Linked DNA regions of Macaca fascicularis: region 2 is linked to region 1. A link is a contact called in public Hi-C data. All regions are on one chromosome and are shown on one strand. The core of a region is the stretch at or near the end of the contact, and the rest is flanking DNA. Distances in the headings are between cores, read along the strand shown.

What was found. Hi-C and Micro-C count contacts between places; a contact is called where the count stands out from the background.
Region 2: a contact with region 1 is called in a Hi-C map of skeletal muscle, with 6 times the contacts expected there. The contact joins the promoter of KLHDC2 here to the promoter of DNAAF2 in region 1. A contact is called at or near these places in 2 of 2 Hi-C or Micro-C datasets (liver and skeletal muscle).

Annotation. Positions count from the first base shown.
Region 1 is chr7:117,550,558-117,556,232 of T2T-MFA8v1.1, reverse strand. It overlaps DNAAF2 (dynein axonemal assembly factor 2), which reads left to right and starts at 3,621. Exons shown (of 2, transcript XM_005595162.4): 1 at 3,621-5,602. The coding sequence starts at 3,716.
Region 2 is chr7:117,695,949-117,701,623 of T2T-MFA8v1.1, reverse strand. KLHDC2 (kelch domain containing 2) reads right to left here and starts at 2,257. Exons shown (of 13, transcript XM_005561196.4): 1 at 1,784-2,257. The coding sequence starts at 1,936.

The DNA.
Region 1 (5,675 bases), core at 2,372-4,871:
TAACCAAGATTAACAGACTCTCACCCCAGAAGCTCTCCCAAAATGGCCATCACTAGCTTGGCTTAACAGATTTATTTTGCCAAGTTTTGTCTATTATATGACAGAGTCATATGTATTATTTTACATCTGGTTTCTTTCAAGCACCATGATGTTAATGATATTCATCTATACCGTTGAGTAGTGCATTGTATGGGCGGGTATTTACCATTTATTTTTCCATTCTACTATGAATGAGAATTTGGGTTGTTTCCAGAATTTGTCAGTTATGAATAGTGCCGCTATGAATACACACATTGTAGTACATGTCTTTTGGTAGGGGATACGTGTTTCTGTTGAATGTGTATCTGGGAGTAGAATTTCATTGTCATAAGCATTATGTTAACAGTGTTCCAATACAGACTCCCAGGATATGAAAGTGTAATTGCTGGCTGGGCATGGTGGCTTGCACCTGTAATCTCAGCACTTTGGGAGGCTGATTTGGGCGGATCACCTGAGGTCAGGAATTCGAGACCAGCCCGACCAATATAGTGAAACCCCATCTCTACTAAATAATACAAATATTAGCCGGGCATGGTGGTGGGCCCCTGCAATCCCAGCTACTTGGGAGGCTGATGCAGGAGAATCGTTTGAACCCAGGAGACGGAGGTTGCAGTGAGCCAAGATCGCGCCATTGCACTCCAGCCTAGGCGATAGAGCAAGACTCTGTCTCAAAGAAAAAAAAAAAAAGGAAATGCAACTGCTTCACATCCTTGTTAATTACCTATATAATAAGTGCAATGAGCACACAATAAATATTTCTTGAAAGGACTAATTTGAACACAGATGGCATTTAAAACTATGGGCCTGCATAAGACATCTTGGAAGAAATATGATTAGGTAAGAGGGCTGATGAACAAAGCCTTGGGTGACTCCCACATTTGGAAAACTGGCAGGAGCATAAAGGAGGAGGAAAATGGGACAGTTTGGAGTTCTGCAAAACATGAGAAAGATGTGTTTCAAGGGGGCAGTCAACTGCTTTGAATGCTTCCAAGAGACCATAAGATGAGGCAGTGGTTTGGGAAGACAGTCAGGAGTTCTGCTGATCTGGATCATTTCAAGCCTGAGTAGCTTACATATTAATCACTCAAATGGACACCTCGAATGTGCAGCTGGATATAGGAGTGTAAAACCTGAGTGTAAGACAAGTATGTGTGAGTGTAAATATATTTCTGAAGGAGAATATAGATGGGTAACAGACTGGGTCCTAGTTTTGGGGCATTTCCATGTAGAAGTTGAAAAGAAGTAGATACCTACAGAGCAAAACTATGAGAGTGACTGATGAGATAGAAGAGAAATCTGGAAAGTGTCTTGTCACTGAGGTAATGCCAACATCAACTGTGTTAAATGTTGCTGAGAATAGAAAAATGATCACTGAATTGACCAATTACCAATGAATAAATAACTACTCCAGTAAATAAGCATACTTCCATATGATCATTTTCAATGGTTGTACAAAATTCTGTTGTGTGGCTCTACCAAAACCTGCTCAATCAGTTCCATTGTTGAATTTGTAGATTCTTCTCAAACCTTTAGAATCATAAATGATGTCACCTTGAGAATGTTCTAAGAGTATTGTGTCAAATACTCTAAGGGCATTTGGGTGAAAAAAAAAAAGCACATTAGAAAGGTTTTAGGCCAGGCGCGGTAGCTCATGCCTGTAATCCCAGCACTTTGGGAGGCTGACGTGGGCAGATCACTTGAGGTCAAAGGTGGGAGACCAGCCTGGCCAACATGGTGAAACCCCATCTCTACTAAAAATACAAAACTTAGCCGGATGTGGTGGTGAGTGACTGTAATCCCAGCTACTTGGGAGGCTGAGGCAGCGAGAATTGCTTGAACCTGGGAGGCGGAGGTTGCAGTGAGCCATGATTGCACCACTGCACTCCAGCCTGGGCAAAAGAGTGAGATAGCCTCAAAAAAAAAAAAAAAAAAAAAAGGGTTTTGGACCTGGTGTGGTGGCTCACGCCTATAATCCTAGCACTCTGGGAGGCCAAGGTGTGAGGATCATCTGAATCCAGGAGTTGGAGACCAGCCTGGGCAACACAGTGAGAACCCTATCTCTACAAAAACTTAAAAAATTAGCCAGGCATGGTGGCGCATGCCTGTAGTCCCAGTTACTTGGGAGGCTGAGGCAGGAGTACTGCTTGAGCCCCGGAGAGGTTGAAGCTGCACTCCAGCCTGGGTAACAGAGTGAGATCCTGTCTCAAAAATATATACATACATACACAAATGAATAAATGGTGTTGATACAATTGCACAACTGCTTTCTAAAAAGATTTTACTAAAGTCTACTCCCACCCCAAGGAAACACAGTAACTATAAGGAGCTTTGCTATTTTGGTAGTTTAAATGTGGTATATTTGCATTTTTATTATTAATGTAGTCTTATATGTTCACGGGCCACTGGCAATTGTTTATGAACACCCTGCCCATATGTCTTGCCCTAAATGAGTTTTTACTGGGTAAATATTATAGTGGAATCGCCAGAAAATGCAAAGGAGGAACACTGAGATTGAAAGGTTGGCCGGGCGCCATCGCTCACGTCTGTAATCCCAGCATTTTGGGAGGCCGAGGAGGGTGGATCACCTGAGGTCAAGAGTTCAAGACCAGCCTGGCCAACATGGTAAAACCCCATCTCTACTAAAAATACAAAAATTAGCCCGGCGTGGTTGCAGGCACCTGTAATCCCAGCTACTTGGGAGGCTGAGGCAGGAGAATTGCTTGAACCCGGGAAGCTAAAGCTGCAGTGAGCCAAGATCTCGCCACCGCATGCCAGCCTGGGAGACAGAGTGAGACTATCTCAACAACAACAAAAAAGATTGAAATGTTGGTTTAGCAAAGTGAAAAACGCAGATAAACTTAGGTTTGGATTCGCCTGTTGAATACACTGGCTATGTGACCTCGGTTCAATTTCTCAGGTCCCATCTTCTTGTTTGTGAAAGGGGGATGAGGTTTTTATCTTTTAGTGGTGTGAGCAATGAATGGGATAATGCACGTAATGCTGGAAATTATGACAGTTACTACGATAATTATTCTGCAGAAGTAAGTAACTGCACTATGGCACAGGAATCTATAAAACAGAGAAAGTACAGCGGTGAGTTAGTTTGAAGAATCTAAGAGGGCTATTTCTGGCATTTCCACTATTCCACCATTATTTCCTTTTTTTTTTTTTTTTTTGAGACGGAGTCTCGCTCTGTCGCCCAGGCTGGAGTGCAGTGGCGCGATCTCGGCTCACTGCAAGAGCTCCGCCTCCCGGGTTCACGCTATTCTCCTGCCTCAGTCTCCCACGTAGCTGGGACTACAGGCGCCCCCTAGCCCGGCTAATTTTTTTGTATTTTTAGTAGAGACGGGGTTTCACCGTTTTAGCCAGGATGGTCTCAATCTCCTGACTTCGTGATCCGCCCACCTCGGCCTCCCAAAGTGCTGGGATTACAGGCCTGAACCACGCGCCCAGCCTATTCCACCAAGATTTCTACCCCTCCTCCCGAATGTTAGTGGTGTCACTATGGCAACAAGCACGCGCTGCTCAAGGCTCAATTTTCCAGCCGTTACTGATCTCCACCGCTTACTGATCTCCACCGCGTCACTCTCGGCTGCCAAGAGACTCTGAGGCGGATCCCCCAAGCCAGTCTCAGATTGATCCCCCTTGGCCAGAGGGCGAGAAGCCACAGGGCAGTATGGCCAAAGCGGAGGCCTCCTCGTCGCTGGAGGACTTAGACCTGAGTGGAGAGGAGGTCCAGCGGCTCACCTCCGCCTTCCAGGACCCGGAGTTCCGGCGAATGTTCTCCCAGTACGCCGAGGAGCTCACCAACCCGGAGAACCGGCGGCGCTACGAGGCGGAGATCACCGCGCTAGAGCGTGAGCGCGGGGTGGAGGTGCGGTTCGTGCACCCGGAGCCGGGGCACGTGCTGCGCACCAGCCTGGACGGGACACGGCGCTGCTTCGTGAACGTCTGCAGCAATGCGCTGGTGGGCGCGCCCAGCAGCCGGCCCGGCTCCGATGACGACCGGGGAGCAGCTCCTGGCAGTCACTGGTCCCTGCCCTACAGCTTGGCGCCAGGCCGTGAGTACGCGGGGCGCAACAGCAGCCGATACATGGTCTACGACGTGGTCTTCCATCCAGACGCGCTAGCGCTGGCCCGGCGGCACGAGGGCTTCCGCCAGATGCTGGACGCTACGGCCCTGGAGGCAGTCGAGAAGCAGTTCGGCGTGAAGCTGGACCGCAGGAATGCCAAGACCCTGAAAGCCAAGTATAAGGGGACCCCCGAGGCTGCGGTGCTGCGCACACCCCTGCCCGGGGTCATCCTGGCCAGGCCTGAGGAGGAGCCGAAGGGTCCTCTCCCGGACTTCCCCTACCCCTACCAGTACCCGGCAACCTCCGGGAACTCTGCAACCCACGGGCCCCGGGCGCCCTCCCCTCCGGAAGCGGCCTTGCAGCCCGCCCCCACTGAGCCCCGCTACAGCGTGGTGCAGCGCCACCACGTGGACCTCCAGGATTACCGCTGCTCCCGGGACTCAGCCCCGAGCCCCGTACCCCATGAACTGGTGGTCACCATAGAACTGCCGCTGTTGCGCTCGGCCGCGCAGGCGGCGCTGGAGGTGACGGGAAAGCTGCTGTGCCTCGACTCAAGGAAACCCGACTACCGGCTGCGGCTATCGCTCCCGTACCCAGTGGACGACGGCCGCGGCAAGGCACAATTCAACAAGGCCCGGCGGCAGCTGGTGGTTACGCTGCCAGTGGTACTACCGGCCGCGCGCCGGGATCCCGCCGTCGCCGGCGCAGTCGCCGCCGCCACGCCGGAAGAGTCCTTGGACCCGTCCGGAACTGACGGCCAGGCCTGCACTTCCGTTCACGAGGGGGAGGCGGGACCCGTGGGGAGTCCCGCCGAGGACGGAGGCCGCGATACCTGCGTGGCTGGGGCTGCGAGCTCTGGGGTCACCACCGTGGGCGACCCCAAGGTGGCGTCCCCGCCGGCCGGCGCTGGAGAGGAACGTGTCCCCAAGCCGGGGGAGCAGGACTTGAGCACGCACGCGGGGTCGCCGCCGGGCAGCGTGGAGGAACCATCTCCCGGAGGAGAGAACTCACCTGGTGGCGGAGGCTCCCTTTGTACGTCCTGCCGGGGCCTTGCCTGGGAGTCTTATGCGGGAAGAGAGAGTGCGCGCGGAGATACCGGTGTGGAGACGCGCGCGGAGTCGGAGGGCAAGCGCTGCGAGCCCTCAGCCCGCGCCATGGGTGGTCCCGGGACCAAGAGCGGGGAGCCTTTGTGTCCTCCGTTACTGTGTAATCAGGACAAAGAAACCTTGACTCTGCTCATTCAGGTGCCTCGGATCCAGCCGCAAAGTCTTCAAGGAGATTTGAATCCCCTCTGGTACAAATTACGCTTCTCCACACAAGACTTAGTTTATTCCTTCTTTTTGCAATTTGCTCCAGAGAATAAATTGAGTACCACAGAACCTGTGATTAGCATTTCTTCAAACAATGCAGTGATAGAACTGGCAAAATCTCCAGAGAGCCAAGGACATTGGAGAGAGTGGTATTATGGTGTAAACAACGATTCTTTGGAGGTAACAGTTCTTTCCAGAGTCCTCATATTTGAAATATCCCATCTCACTTAAAAAATTTGCTATTACGGGCCGG
Region 2 (5,675 bases), core at 1,008-3,507, 150 kb before region 1:
AACACTTCTTTTTCCACCCCACCGGTGATGAAGGGAAAGGCTGGAAGTGGGCTGACCCAGAGGTGACCAGCCTGTCCTGGGGAGGAAAACTGCCTACTATGTAGGAAGCCAAGGTTTATTGCCTTTGAAACAGTCTCCAAGGGCTTCTGTGCCTACCCTCAGAGTTCCAGCCACCAGCCATAAATGGGGAGGGCAGTCTGTTTCAGAACCATCCAATTCAGTGATTGTGTGCTTCTCCCTGAATCAGTCCCAATCATCCAGGCCTTTTTAAATCCACCACAAGAAATACTCCACATTGAGAATCCTCCCCTGCCCCACTCCCAAAGTCTCATTCTTTCATGCTGTCATTTTAAAAATACAATTATGAATTAGGTAGCTTAGACAGAAGTGTAATTGACAGGTTTCTCCAGGGGAATTAATTTACATTTTTATAAGGGTGACTACATGCTTGCCCCCCTCCTTGCAATTCCCTACCCCTTTCTAAAGTATTTTTGAGACAGTTTCCTTCTTGTTGCCCGGGCTGGAGTGCAATGGCGCCGTCTCAGCTCACTGCAACCTCCGCCTCCCAAGTAGCCAGGATTAGGGCGCCCGTCACCACGCCCGGCTAATTTTTTTTGTATTTTTAGTAAAGACGGAGTTTCACCATGTTGGCCAGACTGGTCTCCAGCTCCTGACTTCAGGTGATCCACCTACCTTGGCCTCCCAAAGTGCTAGGATTAGAGGAGTGAGCCACCGCGCCCAGCCCCCCTTTCTATTTTCTAACCACATTCACCGGAGACTGGGAAAAACACTGCAGATTAATTAGGATTGGCAAAAAATTACTTCTGCAGTTAAACCAAATTAAAGTATCAGGACAGCTATCTTTGAAAGCTGTCTCAAAAATGGTCAACTATGATCAAATCAACTGTACCATAAGCTAAAAGCAATCACAAGGCATGGGCATAGGGAGGGCGGAGAACATTTTCAAGACCAAAGAGGAATTTTGTGGTAGGACTGGATCAGAGCCATCCCAGCAAATAAAATTTTAGATTTCCGAGGTAGCAGGGTAAAGAAGGGCAACTGGCTTTAAACTGCTAACTAATCACGTTGTTTATAACCAGGGGATCGGAGAGTCAAAGAGCTGCACTCTGTGTTCATTTGATGCTGTGGATTTTTTGGTTACTGGTGGAGCTTTTCCATTATCTTTAATACGGGTGTCTGCTGAAAAACTTCACCCAGCTGAAGCCAGAAGGAAAATAGTCCTGAGAGGTTCAAACAATAGTATGATGGCCATTTGCACAGGCGAGAAGGCTGAATAAGGTGATTCCTGTAACCTTTTGGAATTCCAGTTTTCCTACACCTCGGACTCCCCGTTAAGTGGGCAGCGGTTTCTAGCTCCAGAGGGTAAAGTCCTCGTAGGCCGTCCTGATAACGCGTCTGAGTGATATCACACACCGTCACCTTACACACCCCAACCCTTCCGAATGCACCGCCCAAGCAACATTAACAGGGCCTTCCCCGGAATAACGCTCCAATGGCAACAACGGGGGTGGGAGTGAGTTGGCTTTGTGAGCACCAGGTTGACGTGCCAGCAGCCCTGGAGGTTCGAGACGGGTTGGGGGACTCGAGAGAAGGAAGATTCCCGCGCGCAAGAAAAACCAACCAACGGGCAGAGTCTGAGGTGGGGCGCGCGACGGAGGCGGGGAGCGCCCTTGGCGGGCCGCTCTGGCCTCCCCGCCTGGCCGCGAACCCAGACCCAAGTCACAGCCGAGCGACGTCTGCCGCGGCCCGGCCACTCACTGACCTTGTAGCCGCCCCAGACGAACATGTGGCGCCCGTCGCTGACGGCTACGTGGCCGCTGCGCTCGGCGGGGCAGGCGAGCTCCATGGACTCATAGCTCTCGAAGGCTGGCCCCGGCAAGTCGTCCGCCCGCATATCCTCGTTGCCATCAGCCATCTTGAGGCTGCACTTTTGCTCACCAGGAATGCCCACACCCGCGAGGGGCCAAAGAAACAAAGGAAAAGGAGAGAAATGCACAGTGGCGCGCGGCAAAAAGAAGGCGGCGGCAAAAGGGACGGCGTTAAGGCCTCTTTGCCGCCTGCGCTCGCGTTTACCAGCCTCCTCGGCCGAGGACGGCTCTCCGCCGCCGCCGGGGCACGCCTGCAGACAGCGGGGCCGCGAGCGGAGCCAGGCGGCGGCGGCGCGGGCCCGGGACCCGGAGCACGGCGGGGAAGAGATCCGGGTCTGGCCGGCTCCCTCTTGCAGCCCGTCCGCCCCGCCTCCTGCAGCCCACGGCCTTGTTTACGCCCCGACCGGAAGCCGCCCGTTCCTCTGACGCCGCCCGCCGAGCTCCGGAAGCGAGGCTGCCGCTCAGCGCCCCCAGCGCCGAGTCCTCCCGCTGCCGCTGCCGCCGCCGCCGCCGCCGCCGCCGCCGCCTCCGCCCGCGCCACAGCCTACGGCCTGGGCACCGCAGCTCTGTGGGGCCCGGCGACTTCCAGTCGCGCTTCGAGTCTCCTTTCGCCGAGGGAACCACAGGGATAATGCCCTGAATCGGTCCCTGAAAGCTGCTGAATTTTAGCCGGATTCCTGCAATTTTTTTTTTTTTTCTTCCCGAGAATTTCTATTCGTTTGATTGAGGGATGATCTCAGAGGGTTCACAGCCCTGGCAGGGGCACCAGAATTGCTCCACTAGCAAGTTTCTGGTCTCGCCTTAGAGTCGATGCAGGCCCTGCTGTCCTGCGGGCGCGAGGGCAGGCGCTTAGCTCTCACGCGGGGCCCCGCCCTATCCCCGGCGGCCTCTCCCGAGCTCCCGCCGCCCCTGCCGGGCGCCGCTTCTGCAGGAATCTGTCGTTGCCGCCGCCGCCGTTGCCGCCAGCCGGGCAGCAGTGTTGGGTTGAAAAGCGTTTCCGAAGCCGTAATCACCCTTTTCTTCAGAGAGGAAGGCGGATCCTTTTCACGCATACACAGCTTTCTTTTGTTTTATATGATACCTTTCGATTGGGCCAAAAGAAAATTACGAGTTACCGTACTTGATACCTCACCTGTAAAACAGGGTGGGACAAAAATACACCTTAAATTCCTGATCTCACAGTGCCTCTAGAATTTATCGTGTTTGGTAGGAGGGGCGTGCTTCATTATCTCCATTTCCCTCATCTTCTGGTTGGGAGCACTCCATAGAAAATGAATACTTTGACCAATTAAAGCCTTTTCTTTTTAATTATTAAAATGTTTATAGCCTGACACTCCTCCCCTAGTGGACCAGTGTGTTTACTTGAACTCAAGAACTTGAAAGTTACTTAAGAGGATTAATTAAAGCCTTCAACAAGGAAGCAAATCACCTTGAGGCTGTTAAGACCTTATCTGCCACCCATCCTGGTTGGTGCCCTCATCTGTCTGGCTCACAGGATTCTTGCAGCAGTGCCTTCTCCCAGTGCAATTATGCTCACTAGACTGCGATTATCGAAGTTCCTTGTGAACCAACCTTGGGAATCTGATCAAGTCACTTGAAAACCTTGTGCTGGCTCCCGTCGTCCTTAGTAGAATCCAAATTTCAAATCTCGGCTGGGCGCGGTGGCTCACGCCTGTAATCCCAACACTTTGGGAGGCTGAGACAGGAGGATCACCTGAGGTCAGGAGTTCGAGACCAGTCTGGCCAACATGGCGAAACCCCTTCTCTACTAAAAATACAAAAAAATTACGCAGGCGGGGTGGCCGGTGCCTGTAATCCCAGTTACTTGGGAGGCTGAGGCGGGAGAAACTCTTGAAGCCCGGAGGTGGAGGTCACAGTGAACCGAGAGGGCATGGTTGTACTCCAGACTGGGCAACAAGAATGAAACTCCGTCTCAATAATAATAATAATAATAATAATAATAATAATTCATATCACAGTGCTGTGCAAGAAGACTCAGCATGGTCCAGCCCCAGCTTGCCTTTCCAGCTTCAATTCCTGGCTGGGTCCTCCTTCCAGCTACAGCTACATTACCCTTCTATCACCTTTTTGTTTGTTTGTTTTTGTATTTGAGAGCAGTCTCACTCTTGTCCCCCAGGCTTGAGTGCAATGGCTCGATCTCGCTCACTGCAACCTCCGCCTCCCAGATCCGAATGATTCTCCTGCCTCTGCCTCCCGAGTAGCTGGGATTACAGGTGTCTGCCACCACTCCCGGCTAATTTTTGTATTTTTAGTAGAGATGGGTTTTGGCCGTGTTGGCCCGGCTGGTCTCGAACTCCTGACCTCAAGTGATCCTCCCACCTCGGCCTCCCAAAGTGCTGGAATTACAGGGCCACTGCACTCGGCCATAACTTATTCTTCACCTCTCAATTCAGTTGAAACTTCCTTGGGGAAACCTTTCTGGATGCCCCAGTCTACTTTTAGGTTCCCTATTAGATGCTGTTAGCATCCTTGGTACTTCTCCATACCACTTATTAAAACCATCATGTAATTAATTACTTGTCTATTGTTAGTTTCCCCTGTTAAATTCTAAGCTTGAAGTATGAGCTTAACTTCAGTGGCCTCTTGCGCATGTTGCAAAACCACCTTCTGTCAAAGATATGAGAAGTTTGCTTTTCCTCTGAATACAGCTAATCAGCTAACACAGTCACCTTATCAGGTGAATCTAGGATGAACTGTGTGTGACAAGTGGTACTGTTAAGTCCTCTTACTGGAAGACTAGTTATTGTTTTTCTTGAGACCGTGTATGTAATGCTTTGTATCTGCTTGGCTATATGAAAAGGTGAGATTTCTTTGTCCTTGCAATCTCTTAGCAGATTGCCTGTGATGGACATCACATTCTGGTTTAATGCTTATTCAACAAATGAAAGCGCTTTCTCAACTACCTTTGTGGAAAGGCTTTCTGGGTTGGGAAAATATTTTGTTTTTAATTCTGTTTCCCCAACAGAGGCACTCAGAAAATATTTGTCACAGGTATGAGTGGGTTACCATGGTAATGGAAGAGATTACCATTATCAGGATTAGACTGAGGAATATTTTCTAATATCATACATTCAAAATCCTTATAAAAGAGTCCCTCTTTGAATCAGATCATTGCTTCACTCCTGTGGCATTTTAAATATAATAATAATCACTAACATCCCCTAAGTTTCTACCCACTACATTCTATCCTTAGAACCATAGGGGCCACAGCTTCTAAGGGACTAAATATAGTACCATAAACATTTCTGGATGCATAAATCAATACATCTTTACCTAGAGTCAAAGATATGTTGAATATGTGTGTGTGTGTATTTATTTATTAATTTATTTTAGGTGCAGTCTCGCTCTGTCACCTAGGCTGGAGTGCAGTGGCACGATCTTGGCTCACTGCAACTTCTGCCCCCACCAGGTTTAAGTGAGTCTCCTGCCTCAGCCTCCCGAGTAGCTGAGACTACAGGCTAACGCCACCTTGCCTGGCTAATTTTTGTATTTTTAGGAGAGATGGGGTTTCAACATGTTGGCCAGGATGGGTCTCAATCTCCTGACTTCGTGATCCACCCACCTTGGCCTCCCAACATCCTGGGATTACAGGTGTGAGCCACCGCGCCCAGCCTATATTTCATATATAAATGCCATTTAATAAAATACTATAATATCCACTTTGATTTACTATTTATGTTTCAAACCATACTTTTATCCTACTTAGAACAGTAACAACAAAAAGAGTCTCTGAAACACATTAATTAGTTTTATTATAAGCAGAGT